Regions from separate parts of the Neogale vison genome. Here region 2 is linked to region 1. The links are chromatin contacts, called in public Hi-C maps. All regions are on one chromosome and are shown on one strand. Each heading gives the region's core, a stretch centred on a gene start, on an enhancer-like site or on the middle of the called end of the contact. The rest is flanking DNA. Distances are from core to core; before and after follow the strand shown.

The links. A called contact is a pair of places that touch in the nucleus more often than the background predicts.
Region 2: a contact with region 1 is called in a Hi-C map of fibroblasts, with 5 times the contacts expected there. The contact joins the enhancer-like site here to the promoter of HES1 in region 1. A contact is called at or near these places in 2 of 3 Hi-C or Micro-C datasets (fibroblasts and muscle).

What each region holds. Positions count from the first base shown.
Region 1 is chr6:115,855,433-115,862,282 of ASM_NN_V1, reverse strand. It overlaps HES1 (transcription factor HES-1), which reads right to left and starts at 2,018. Exons shown (of 4, transcript XM_044252022.1): 1 at 1,618-2,018; 2 at 1,378-1,473; 3 at 1,027-1,114; 4 at 1-357. The coding sequence starts at 1,725.
Region 2 is chr6:116,002,715-116,009,739 of ASM_NN_V1, reverse strand. No RefSeq gene overlaps it. Among named protein-coding and RNA genes, the nearest start is that of CPN2, 21 kb to the left of the region's middle. Within about 2 kb of position 4,354, the one cell type or tissue checked has open chromatin away from gene starts, as enhancers often do. A contact at or near this core is called in fibroblasts, where this site is marked.

The DNA.
Region 1 (6,850 bases), core at 769-3,268:
ACACCTTAGCAGCCTCTCCAGCGGGGCTGCCCAGCTTGCAGGGCGCGCCGCCGGGAGGGGGCGCCGCGCCCCCGGGGATGGGCACGAGCGGCGGTGGCGGCGCGAACGGCGCGTGCTGCGGACCGCCGGGTCCCGGCGGGGGCGGCGGCGGCGGCGCCTGCAAGGCGGGGTGCGGCTGCCCCGGGTAGGTCATGGCGTTGATCTGGGTCATGCAGTTGGCCAGGTGGCCGAGCAGCCGGGTGCGCACCTCAGTGTTAACGCCCTCGCACGTGGACAGGAAGCGGGTCACCTCGTTCATGCACTCGCTGAAGCCGGCGCGGTACTTCCCCAGCACGCTCGGGTCTGTGCTAAGCGCGGCTGCGGGCCAGAAGCAGACAGACGGGTCACCCAGTGGCCCTGGCCCCGAGGCCACCGCCTCCGCCCTGGGAGGTCCCCGCGGCGGCTCCTCCCTGACCACCCGCCCGCGGAACAGCCCCCGGCTGGCGTTGGGGGTAGGGTGGTGGTTTAGAAAAACCTTCCACCTCTCAACACTAGCTTGGCAGCCGGAGTCGAGACGGTTCCTCTCCATTCCCCGCAGCTCTATTTTAACCCATTCAGCCTCACATCTTCCCCCACGGTCCGCGCGCGCGTAGTGACCTTGGGCAATGCCCTTCCCCCGCTTCCCCGCCACCCGGACCGCATTTCCCCTACTCTAATGGGGAAGCGGGGAGTGCTAAACCAGGTGACCCCTACGTTCCACGCAGCTCAAAACCGCCTCGGTTCTGAGTCTTTTCGTCCCCACCCGCTTCCCCCCACTGCCAAGTCGCCCGCCACCCTCGCCGCTACAACCTCTCTCCCTCCCTTTCCGGAACAGTAACAACTTGGAGTTGTGGCTATAAATAAGCCCCAGACCGTGGGAACGCAAGAGTGAGCCAAGGCAGTAAAATGTAGCTGAATGCCTCTCACAACCACGGGCGGAAGTCTGGAAGAAATCACCGCGGGGAGAAGGGGACGCCCGCAGAGAGGGACGCGGCTAGCCGCCCTCACCCGTCATCTGCGCCCGCTGCAGGTTCCGGAGGTGCTTCACTGTCATTTCCAGAATGTCCGCCTTCTCCAGCTTGGAATGCCGCGAGCTCTGCACAGAAGAAGAGGCAAGGCACTAAGTGAGAACCCGGCCAGCGGCCTCGGAGTCTGGGGTCCCTCCCCCTCACCTCCCGGCCGCTGCGCAGACATCCTCGGACCCTGGAGGGGGCTCGGCCCTCTGGCCTCAGAGAACGCAGTGCAGGCGGGGACCATCCCGCCAGTTGGGGCGGGGGTGGTGGTGGTGGTCACGTTTTGTACATGAGAAATGGTATTTCATTTTTAATTAAAAAAAAAAAGGCAGCATTATCCACTTACATCTTTCTTAAGAGCATCCAAAATCAGTGTTTTCAGCTGGCTCAGACTTTCATTTATTCTTGCTCTTCGTCTTTTCTCCATGATAGGCTTTGAGGACTGTAAGGGGGAAAAAAAAAAAAAAAGAAGCCCTGAGTTCCCATGGGATCTGCCATTTCACCCCGGGGTTTCAAGGGAGAAGGGAGCCCCCCAACCCCGACTTAATTTCTTAAGGCTGCAGAGAGAGAGTGGTACTGCCCTTACCTTTCTGTGCTCAGATGCTGTCTTTGGTTTATCCGGTGTCGTGTTGACACTGGCTGGGGTAGCAGCCACCGGGGACGAGGAATTTTTCTCCATTATATCAGCTGGCATTTTCTGTTGCTTTTTTTTTTTTTAATCCCTAGAGAATTTTATTTTTGGAGTCCTTCACACAGAAAATTGTTTTGTTTATGTCCCCTTCACTTGAGACTCTCACAAAACTACTGAGCAAGTGCTGAGGGTTTATTATATCTTATGGCTACTTGGTGACCGGTAGCGCTATTCCAGGACCAAGGAGAGAGGTAGACGGGGGATTCCACTGTTATCTGCACCAGCTCCGGATCCTGTGTGATCCCCAGGCCCTGGCGGCCTCTATATATATCTGGGACTGCACGCGAACGGCTCGTGTGAAACTTCCCAAACTTTCTTTCCCACAGTAACTTTCAGCCAATGGGAGGAGGAGACACGCGGCACAGCTCGTGGACCGCGCCCCCCCATTGGCCGCCAGGCACAAGGCCTGGCGGCCAATGGCGCGCGCCTGAGCCCGGGGCACCGGAGGCTACAACGTCAATCAAAAGGATTTTAACCCTTTGCTATTCTTCCTGCTGGGCTTTGCTTTAGAGAGGATTTTTCCGCAGGTTTTGTCCCAGTCTAGTTTATTTCTTTTGGGGCCAGGGTCTTTGCTCTTTATTTCCTTTCACATGTGTAATAGAGCTGCTTTGACACTAATAAGAAGTTCATTTGAAATATATTAAAAAAAAAAAAGACTTAGAAGGACAGGGATAAAAGAGGAGAACGTATGCAATGGTGTGAGTTAGCAAAACATCTAAGTGATTTCCCGCTCAGACACTACACACTGGGGGAAGGAGGATAATGGAAAGCGATCATGCGGAAAAGGGACGCCAATGTGTGTGTGCGCGTGTGTATGTGTGTGTGTGTATATATATATATATATATATATATATATATAAAACATGCAGAAAAAGGAAAAAAAATGCCTCCCACCTTACATTTACGAATTTTCAGAGCAAGGGATTTTTTGTTGTTGTTGTTTTAAAATCGGCGCCCCCCCCCCGCCCGTCCCTCATTCCTCTTCTGGAGTTGGGGCCTTGGATCCCGCGCTTCCCCAGGAAACAATCAGAATAATTTCCAACTGGGCAGAAAGGAAATGGAATTTCAAATGAAAGATGAACAAGAGGGGCTTTGATGGCAAAGCCTCAGGGACGCGCGCGCGCCCTCGCCATCCTTTTCCTTTCCACCCACAGACTCTGGGTTCTGCGGCCTATTGAGGTGGTGCGCCGGGCGGCAGCCTCTCCCCTCCTTCTCGCCCCGCGGGCGGCCGGGGCCGCCTCTGCACCCGGCGCGCGCGGGCCCTTTAAGAGCTACACCAGCCGAGCTGCAGTTTGACATCAGCCGGCCGGCGAGGGCGCGCCTGGAGCCGGAGCACGTGCCAGGATGTTTTATTGCCGCCGCGGCTGCGGCCGGGCCGGGAGGATGTGTGTGTGCGTGCGTGTGTGAGTGTGTGTGCGCGCGCCCCGGGGGCAGGGAGGCGGGGGGCGGCGGCGGGCGGCGGAGCGCGGGGGCTGGTTCTTGGTCCCCGGGAGAAGCCAAGAAGGTAAATAGCAGCTGCTGTGCTCGAGCCTGGGAAAACCCCGCCCCCTGCGCCTGGCCGGGGCTCATTGGCGCGCGCTGCGTGTGGGGTGTGTGTGTGTGTCCGGGGCCCCCCTCCTCCGGCCCCCGCCGGGCCAGGAATCCGAGGGGGCGGCGGGCTGGGAGCCGAGCCCCGGCGCTTACCACCGCCCCCCGCCTTTCCCCGGCCAAGGTCAGCCCTTCCGGGCGGGGAGCGCACGCCCTGGGGTGGATAGTAGGGAATTATTCCAACCCCCCACTCCACCCCTGATTTCGGGCTTGGGGTTTTAACTCGGCCGAAAGCCTCACTAGCAACAGCCCGGGGGAGGGGTGGGGGCATTCTTGTTTGCTCCTTGCCCCGGCCCTCCCTCCCTCCCCTCGCTGGGCCCCCGGCGCCCGCCGCGGTCACGAGATGCCTGACCGCACTTAGGAAGCGGCCGGGTCAGCCTCCTGCCTCCGCTCGGCGGCTGCGGTTAAAGCGGCTTCGCGCCGCCCGCCCCTTCCCCGGGTCCAGGGCGGACGGGCAGCTCCCCCTCGCTGCGCCCAGGCGGCCGCCGGCGGGCGGCCGGGAGGAGGCGGGCGGCGCAGGCGGCTGCGTGCTGCCGGCTGGCCGGGCCGCGCGCCGGGAGGAGCCGCCGCCGCCGCCGCCGGGTGCCACGTGGCGGGCGCCGGGCCGGGAGCGCCAGGGCTCTGGCGGCGGCCTCCCTGGGGGATTTGCCGCGCGGGGCGGGCGACGCGCACTGCCCTGGCCGGCGGGCCGCCACCGCTGCCTCCCGCCCGCCAGCGTGGGTCGCCGGCCCCCGCGCCCCCACCCCCTCCACCCTTCCCGCCGCCCGGGAGCTCGGCGCGCTGCTCGGGAGGCTCCGGGCAGCCCGGGAGCCCAGCGTCTTGTTTGATGTCGCGCTTCTCCCCACCCCGCCCCCCGCCCCCCGCCCTCCCAGCCCTTCTCCAGGCTTGGAGGCCGCCAGAGGCCTGGCACACATTTCTCAGACACTTCATTCCTTCCTTCCTCCGAGCTCCCCACTGAGATAATGTTGTAAATGGTTCCACCAGATCTCGTCCGGATGAGATTCAGCGGTTCCTGACTCGGGGTGACCTTGGGCAAGCCCCTCTAGTTCTTTCATTCTGTACCGCACGCTCTGTGCCAGACACTGTGTTAAACCCTGGGATTACCAAGATGAGAGATACAGTGGCAGTCTGCAAGGAGTTTACAGTCTACTGGAGGCAGACAGACCCTGATTTTCTGATGGATGACCGGGCATTCCTCCATTATTCCTCTCCCTTAGGGCTTAGATGATGGCGTAAGCGATCAGGAGAGACTAAAGGAAGCACTAAACCACACTTGTATGGGCAACACTCTTGCCCAACTATGCGGGGGTGGGAGGGGGGAATGCAGGGATGAATGAAATGGTTATTACCCTCAAGAAGCCTACAGCAGATACTAGACTCAGGAGTGCAGCTGACATCTGTTTCCCAGTGTATTCCTCCACTCGGTTCAAGAGAAAAATTTGTGTGTCTAGATAGAAGTAAAATGCTGTGGAGGTTTAGGATAGTTAAATTACTAAGAAATGGGTGTATCCTGGAACACTTCTGGGAGGAAATGGTGTGTGCTTTGTATCTTAAAAATAGGTAGGATCGGGGCACTGGAAATAGGAATCATGGGGCAGGGGGAGTGGGAGTACTCATGGCATTAAAGGCCTACAGCCTGGGACTTGAGGTCCTGATTCAGAGAGCATGGTCTGGAGTCCAGGGTGGATGACAGGCAGGAATGTAAGAAGAAACTGAAGGAGGAGGCTTGCAGCCAAATCACAAGACCCTTAAACTTCTCACTAAAGGACTTTAGCCTTATCTTCAGACAATGGAGAGCTGTGAAATGCTCTTGAATAGAGCAGGGACAGCAAGGTTCTCCTTTGGAAGGATGGCTCTGGCAAAAGTGTGGAGAGTGGATTGCAGAATTTAGAAGCAGAGAGCCCAGCTGGGAAGATTCAAGCAGTGAAGGAGGTTCCTAAGTGCCAGGTATAGACTGTCACCAGGAAGCACCTGCCTAGAACCAGCTCACCTGGACATTGACTGTGCACTGTCCAGTGACCCAAGTTCAACAGAAACCTGTATACCCTTTCACGCCACATTCCCCACGACGTGGAGTCTAACTAAAGACTCATTTGACTCTGACCAAATTTACCTTCCAAGCATCATTTCCATCTTGCAGGACAGCCCTCACGTCTGCAGCCAAACCTTTACCTCATTGCAGGCTTGGTTTACTCACTCTTGCCCCTCCGGCTACTCTCTGGGATTTTGGTGTGTTTTCTTAACACACTGCCGAGTGGGCTGTGCCCTATCATGTTCTGAAGAAATGATGAACAATGTTTCCTTTGTTGACCTGCACCCTGGGCCAATGGCACAGAATTTTTCTTTCTTACTTTAAACAGATAGAAAGGTGGTGATGACAGAAAATTGTCTGTTGCTTTCGGGGCAGGGGAGGAAAAAGTGGAGTCTTCCTGTGTATTTGAAATCCTCTTGGTGAAAGGTGATGAGCCTCCCAAGTCACCCTCCTTTCTTGCCATGCAAACTTTGCAAGCTTCTTAAAATGCTCTACTCAGCATCTGACTTTTAAAAAAACTGCATAAATACTCTGACCCAGATTCTTCCAAGGAACTAAACCCTTCCCAGGGAAGCATGTTAACCCTTCCAGGTACCCTCCCCCAAGCCTGTGAGAGCCTGTGACTTCCTCCAGTAAGTTCTGCTATGATATTGTGGTCTGCTGTCTGGCCCTAATGAACTAGCTGGGTGTGCCACCCCCTGTCTCTTCTAGCCTGAATCTTTTTTTGTCTCTGCCTCTGTCATCCCAGGATTTGGCACCCTGAAGGTGCATGGGGAATGCTGATTATAGTCAGGTTAGGGTCTCACTGCTGGACCTGAGGCAGCTCTCATGGGTCAAATAGTTAATCAGCAACTCTTTATTGCCACTTTAGGAATGCTTAGACTGGTAGAATGAGCAAATAACTTAAACACACACACACACACACACACATTTCTGGAGAGACAGAGGGGTCAGTCAAGTAACCAGAAATGTGCCATGAGTTTGTCTCTGGGCTGAACAGACAAACAAAAAACCCAAACCCGCGAAATCTCTGGCCCTTCTCCCTAACCATTGAAGAAGAAAATTTCTTTGCGAAGGTACTTATACACTACTTTTCAGTATCCTTACTTGTCCTGGTCAAAGAAAATAGGACCAAGCTGACACTCTTTCTAGCCCTTCTCAAATGTGGACCTAAGCTCCTACATTCAAGAAAAGACTTTAGGGATTGGAAGTCCCCCACCCCCATCCCGCTTAGATAGGACGACCTTTATTTTTCAGTACTCCCACCCCCCAAAGCAAAGGGAAAATTGCACCCTGTTCATCAACAGAGGTCACTTCTTTGATCCCACTGTGAGACCAGCAGAACACAAGGAATCTTTCCTACTGTATCAACCCGGATAAATAGGACTGGGGGCTGCTCCCTTTATTCCTGTCCGGCTTTCTGGCCCATGAAGACTGATTTTCTCTGTCTTCTGACATCACCTGTTTGCTTTAAACCATAAAACAAATAACTGCACCTCTAGTGAGATT
Region 2 (7,025 bases), core at 3,105-5,604, 150 kb before region 1:
TCTGCCTTGTCAGGACCCTGAGGGTCCCAGGAAATCCCCCAGGCCTGAGCCCTCGGATTTATCAGGTCAGCAGCAGGAACCAACTCTTAACTTTCTTTCCTCTTAGGAGTTTCTCTTCTGCTTGGCACTCGGCGTCTCAGTTCCTTCCCTGCTGCCCGCTCTTCCTTCTCCCCTGTCTGAGCTGTGTGGATCAGAAATTCCAGCTCATGTGTTTTCATAGGCAGGAGTGGAAGAGACAGGGGCAGATGGCCAAGCTTTAATGCGACAGATAAGGCAGTTTGCCATTTCTAAGGAACATTGTCTATCTTGGTGCGTAGGAGCTGGGTGAGTTCTGGCTGTTGATGAAACGTCAATTAAAAAGCAACAACAACAACAACACAAACAAACAAACAAGCAAAACAACACTCTTTAAGCAAGGGTGGGAGTTTATTCTGGAGATGAGAGCCTAGTGGAGCACAGTGATGTTCTCCTATCTAGCTTCCCTCATTGGCTGAAGATATTCCTCCCTCTCCCAGAGTTGATTTTCCCAGTGGGCTGGCCAGTATTGCTTGGATCATAAATGTTCCATTTCATCCCTGCTCCCCCACCCCTCTCCCTGTAAAATCTGTTTGCTGTCTGGGCCTCACTGGTGTGAGATTTCATGTGGTGAAGGTCTGTGCAGGTCAAAGCAGCTTGAACCCCTCTGGTGCGGATGGTGCCTGATGACCCTTCCGGCTTCCACAGCTCACAGTTGGAAGGGGAGAAGAGGTAATTCTGGGGAGCAGGAAGCAGGCTTCGTGCCCGCTTCTGGTCTTGACTTCAAGGACCTGTTCCTGGTTTCTCCCGTGTGAATCCCACCCCATCCACCCCCAGCCATGGCCAGCCAGCGAGGTGGGCATCCTGTAGCCCCCTGGGAGGGAGGCTGTTTGCAGGTGGGAGAGGGACACAATGTCCACACTGGGCAGATGCCAGAGAGCCCAGCCAGCCCAGAGGCCCAGAAAGGGGAAGGGAGTCGCTCAAGGTCACACAACTGGTTCTTGACAAGTCCCGTTTCAAGCTAATTCCTCAGAAACCCCTGCCAAGGCCCTTCAGAACTCCTACTAGGTGCTGGGTATGACAGTTTAGACAGTGTTGAGAGAGTAGTGGCTGGGTTCCAAAGGAAACCGGTTTGTTTAATTGGAAGAATACCAGTTTATCTTTGAATCTGGATGAGTGACCCTTTGTTGGGGCAGATGTCATTCCAGGTGTCGACCTGAATCTTCATAGACCCGGCAGGGGCTGTGCAGGGAAAAGGCCTCCCCAGGACTTGGAGGGAATTTAGCCTGGTGGGCACTGGCTTTCACTCACGGGGGACAGGAGGCCAGGGAAGAGGTGTGGGAGGTCACTACACATTGGGCGCCAGCCAGTATAGCCTCACAAAGTAAAGGCTTGAGCCTTGAATTGGATCGCGAGTGGGTCAGGGCAGGGGTGGGGTGGGTGTGGGGGGCAGTAATATCCAGGTCACGGTGTGTTTGGGCTGGTGTTGCTGCTGCCTCGGAGTGCCTCTGGCCAGAGCCCAGCTGGGATCTGGGGCTCCTGTGCCGCCAGCACAGGGAGGACCACAGAGACTTATGCTCAGGGCGCAGAGAGGAGGAATTCGAGGGGGGCAGGAGAGGGGCTGCCCTAGTTCAGCCAACAAGTAGCCAAGCCAGCACTTACATACTGGTGCTGGGCTCGGAGTCATGTGTCCCACCACTGTCCTGTGTTCCATATGGAAAGAGGCCCCAACCCCACTCTACAGGAGCTGCCTCTTTTTCTCTCTTCGGGTTATGTAATGTTCGTGCCTGAGTGCACGCACACGTGCACAGATACTTCCTGTTTTCTGTGTCTCTGCCTCCAAATCCTGTTTCATGACAGCCGGAGAGAAAGGATTCTACAACCTTAGTCACCGATTCCAGGATCACCTCTCCCAAAGCTCCCATGCTCTGGTCTAAGTCCTTCCAGGTGGGGCTGCCAGAGTCTGGGATGTAGTCCAAGCACCCCAGGGAACCGGGGTGGGCTGTTTCCTGAGGAATGCCTCCTCCAGGTGTCCACCCTGCTGTCTCTGGCCTGGGTTCTCTCTGCCTGGGATCCTGGATGCCACTGTTGCTGGGGTTGGGGATCCCAGCTGTCTGCTTCCCCAGAAATTGCTTGTTCGTTTCTGCTGCTGGGAAGGGATGAAGGACAGAGGGGTGAACCTGTGTGCTCTGCGGAGGGAGCCCCTGGGAATGACTTAAAATTATCCCCTCCCCCCCAGCCCCTACTCCCCCCTACCTCCATGCACTCCTCCTCCTCCCCTCTCTCCATCTGGCACGAAGCAGAATGCTCGCCCCTCCCACTGGGGGGGAGGCTTCAGGCACATTTTCTGCTCAGAGGACATTGAATGCAAAATTCTACCCAGAAGATGAGTAAGGAGGAAGGAAATACTGAGGGGAATGATGCTCTGTGCCCAGTCCCCTGGGTCCTTGGGTTGCAACCTTAAGATTCCAGTATTGTCTTCATTTTACAGATGAGAAAACTGATGCTCAGGGGGCTTCAATGGTCAGAAGTCATACGGAAGTGGGTAGAGTTTAATCCTAACTCTCATCCGGCCAGTACCAAAGGTGTGAGCTCTTCCGTGAGCAGGGTTTCTCAAGCGTGTGATTCCATCTACCCCAGAATCCCTTCGTCCTTCAGTCAGCCCCGTTAACTTAGAGTGGTCCAAGCCAGGCACTGTTCCAGGCTCGTGAGGTTCAGCAGTGGACAAGATGGGTCTTCCCTTCGGGGAGCTGCCAGTGCAGGCAAGACCAAAAACTAGTGTAAGAAACAGGTCAGTTATATAGCTATCTTAGCTTGGGCTGCATAACAAAATACCATAAGGGCCCTCTTCCTGGTTTGCAGATGGCTACTATCTTGCTGTGTCCTCAGGGGGCAGAGAGTGAGAGCTCAGGGCTCCTCCCCTTCTTAGAAGGGTGCTAAACCCCGCATGGGGGCTCCGCCCTATTAACGTTTTTCTAGTCACGCCCCAGAGGCCCTGCCTCCAAACCCCATCACCTTTAGAGTGAGGACTGCAATCTAGGGATGTGAGGGGAGGATACTAACGTAGGGTCCCTCGCGGGGGGGGGGGGGACAGAACGTGTCATGCTGTGAAGGGAAGGAACAGGAGGGGATGGGAGCCAGAGAGATGGTATATGGGTTGTGATTTTAAATATAATGGTCAGGAGAGGCCTTGCCCGGGAGGTGACTCTTGACCCAAAACTTCAGAGATGGGTGTTTTACTCTTGAACTTGTGCCTCCTGTATTCACAGAGACCTGCTCCCTCAAAGCCTCCAGGAACGGGCTCTGGGAGTGTGTATTTTGACAAGTCCTTGGCATACACCCAAATTGGGAAATTCCTGCTCCGCACCCTGGTGTTTCCTCTCCATGCAAAAGACTCTCTGACCTAACAGTTTGGGGTATATTTGCCCGAATCCAGGTATGACTTTAGGAGGTCATGAATGCAGCTGGAATCCAGAGTTCTGGTGATGATTCCCTCTGTGACTTGATAATTGGCTAATACTGAGTAACTCCAGCACGCAGGATGCACTCCTGACCACGACTGCCTCCAGAGAGCCCTGTGTCAGTGCAGGGCCAGATGCTGACGTCGTCCTGTCAAGGTGCAGCCCAGCTTATTGGAGCAGCAGGCTGGTGTCATGGGAAGGGCATGACCTAGAAGTCGTGGGGTCTAGCCTGGGCTCAGTAGTGGTGAGCTTGGGAGGGTCATTTGCTTTGGGGAGTTTCATTTTCCAGGTTTATGAAACAGAGCTGCCGAAGCTTCCCCTCTATGTCGCAGTGCTGCTCCCCTTCTGTCCCCAGCCGGTCTGTGTATCCATCCATCCATCTGTCTGTCTGTCCATCCATCCATCCACCTGCTCACCAGCCATCTCCCTCAGTTTCCTTATTTCCTTATTATCTGCATTTCTAATGACACCTAGAACTTCTTATAAAGGAATCTGGCCTGAAGAACCAACAAAGAAAAATTATATGGAGAGCAACTACCTGGGATAACAAAATCTCCCCTTTTGGAAGATCTGTTCAGCGAGGTCCAAAGGTGGGCTTCATGCTCTCGTCTGGGGGAAGCAGGCAAGCAAGTGCCTTATAAGTTGAGCGGCAGTGAAAGCGGCTGCCTCAGATCTCCCCTGATGGCGGAGAGCCCGGCCTCGGTGCCCAACCCCATTAACTGTTGGCTTCCCAGGTGCCGAGTCCAGCCAAAAACCTCCTTCGCTGTTTGAAGTGCTTATTGGAAAAGCAGATTTCATCTTGGCTGGAGCTGGGAGCGGCTCCTTCTGTGGGGTGCTCCCCAGGGCTGTAATTGAACACAAGAAAGCATCGGCCTCCTTTTGGCATTCTTGCTTTCATCTCCAAGTCCCATTTTAAAATTTATATTTAAAAAAAGGCAGGGAAAGGGGCCAGCCCGCACAGCTCATGAACCCCCAGCACGGCAGCTCCGGGGAGGAAGCCTGGGGAGGATTAGAGGAGAGAATCAGGACTACATGGTGCAGGGACACCTCACACCAGCTTTCCTGGAGCTCGTGGTCGGGCTTTGGGGCAAGGCCATGGTGGGACCCGGGCTCTGTAAAGCAGAAGTCCTGAGGGATCAGACCGGGCCCCACGCACACCAGTCCCGATGCACAACGATCTTCTGAAAGCCCCCAAGAACAGGAGGGTCGAAAGCCTTTTTCAGACACCCATCTGGGAGACTGGGGAACCAGCAGCCTTTATCTACAGAGATGACCACAGGTGGGAGAAAACCATTTGAGGAAAGAGGCCTGGACTCTTTTCTTTGCTCTCCAGAAGATCCTTTTTCCAGAGCTTGGCAGGATTCTGACAACAATGGGTGTCTAATGGGTGTTTGTTAGACAAACCTTCCTATGTGGAAAGATTGCAGTTAAGCATGACACGACTTTTTCCTACAAGTCTTAGTAAGACTGTTTTCATCTCCAGAGGTCAATGTGAGACTCAAACATCAAGCTTCATGGAGAAATGAAAGAAAGTGGTTGTCTAGAGAAGGAGTAGCCCCCCAGGCACAAGGTTATCGTTGCATCACTGGCTTGTACCCCACTCTGAACTCTTAATTGTTTTCAGGAATTTTTGTTTGTGGCAAATCTTTTTTTTTATGCAGTCGGTTTCTTCTCTGAGAGTCGGGTCTTATATTTCTCACTCTCTGTTTTACACAAAGATCATTGATTCCTTGAACTTAGCTAGAAATTAAACATGAAAAAAATTGGGTGCTTTTGACCAAAGAACACACATTCAATAAGATTAAAATTATCTGCCTATTTCAGGACCACAGGAAGGAGGAGGAATGTAAATGTACAAAACCTGAAGCTATTACTAAAGTGAATGCCAAGGCTCCTAGTGGCCAAGGAAAGGAAAGGAAGTAGACTCGTTCCTTAGGGGAGATAAAGTTTATCTTGTCTTTGAGTTCTAATGTTTGGAGGGGCTCCTGTAGAGTGCTATAGTGGAGCCATGTGTCAACAAGCATTTTATGCTAAATGAATGGATATTTTCTACCATGATCTTGGCCAACACTTGGGACATCACTGAGACTGGTCTGGGAAGTGGAAGTTGGTCTTGGGGTACAATGAAATGTGGGAAATTCTAAGAGGACTGGCAAACTCATCTGGACTGTACATCATACAATCCCTACTTAAGGGCACTTTGAGTTGGATTTGGGGCAAAAAAAGAAAGAAAGGCAAGCCCCCAAAGGTGCAAGGGGGAGTGTATCTCCAGGGAGTCACTAATTCCACACATGGCCAGTTCTCCCCACTGTGTCCCCACCAGAGAGGAGAAAATGAATCATCTGGTGAAACAGCTAATACCTTGGGTTTGGTGTTGGCTTCCATGGGCATGTCTGTATGTGAATGGGTGTGAATATAAGCCCTTCTCCCAATGTCCTTCTTCTCCACCCCCCAACATACACACCACCGGAGAGAAGACTCAGAATCCTGGAATCAGCCCCATCGGTGATTCAGATAACCAACTCAAACAGATGCTCTTCGAAAGGTCTGAAGATCATTAACTCTTGGGAAGAGTAACGGGAAAGTTTCTGAATGCTCAGGGTGACAGCCTATAGGTGACAGTCTTAATTACTCCAATAGCTAAATGTCTGGGAACAGAGGCAGGAGAGCCAACAGCATCAGGAGAAGGATTTTTGCTCTGTGACTGCAGGATTCCTTGTTAGACTGGCCTGAGGCCCCCACAGCTCTGCCCTGTGATGGTATTTTTCCCCCTTTGGGAGGCATTGACTTACAAACCCCCAGAATTTTTTTTAAAAGATTTTATTTAATTATTTATTTGACACAGAGAGAGAGAGTGAGCACAAGCAAGGGGAGCAGTAGACAAAGGGAGAAGCAGACTCACCCAGCAGTGGGCCCAATACAGGGTTTGATTCCACGCAGATGCTTAACAGGCAGAGCCACTCAGGTGCCCTGACTTGTAAACCAAATTTAAGGGTTTTATTCATTTATCTTTCACTGAGGACCTAGTGTATTTCAGGCACTGTGCTAGGCCCTGGGGATGCTGACATGTGGTTCCCAGTCTTCAAGGAAGTGCAGGAATCCACTCCCCCGTTGTGTAATTAGGCGCTCTACAACCTCTTTTGTGATGAGAACACCATAGGAGATAGAAGTTAATTCTAAAAAATTCTTCTTTTGGGGCACCTGGGTGGCTCAGTGGGTTAAGCCTCTACCTTTGGCTCAGGTCATGATCCTAGGGTCCTGGGATCGAGCCCCGAGTCGGGCTGTCTGCTCAGTAGGGAGCCTGCTTCCCTCCCTCTCTCTGCCTGCCTCTCTGCCTACTTGTGATCTCTATCTGTCAAATAAATAAAATATTTTTTAAAAAATTCTTCTTTCCCAAGATTGTGGTTTTCCTTCCATGGAACCACAGGCCATCTTCCTTTGTATGTCATGATTGGGACCACTTGGGGTTAATGGTATAACTTGGGTTAATGGTATGACTTGGCCATAAAAGCTGTAAGTTTGGTTGCCACAATGTCCCTTCTGAATTCT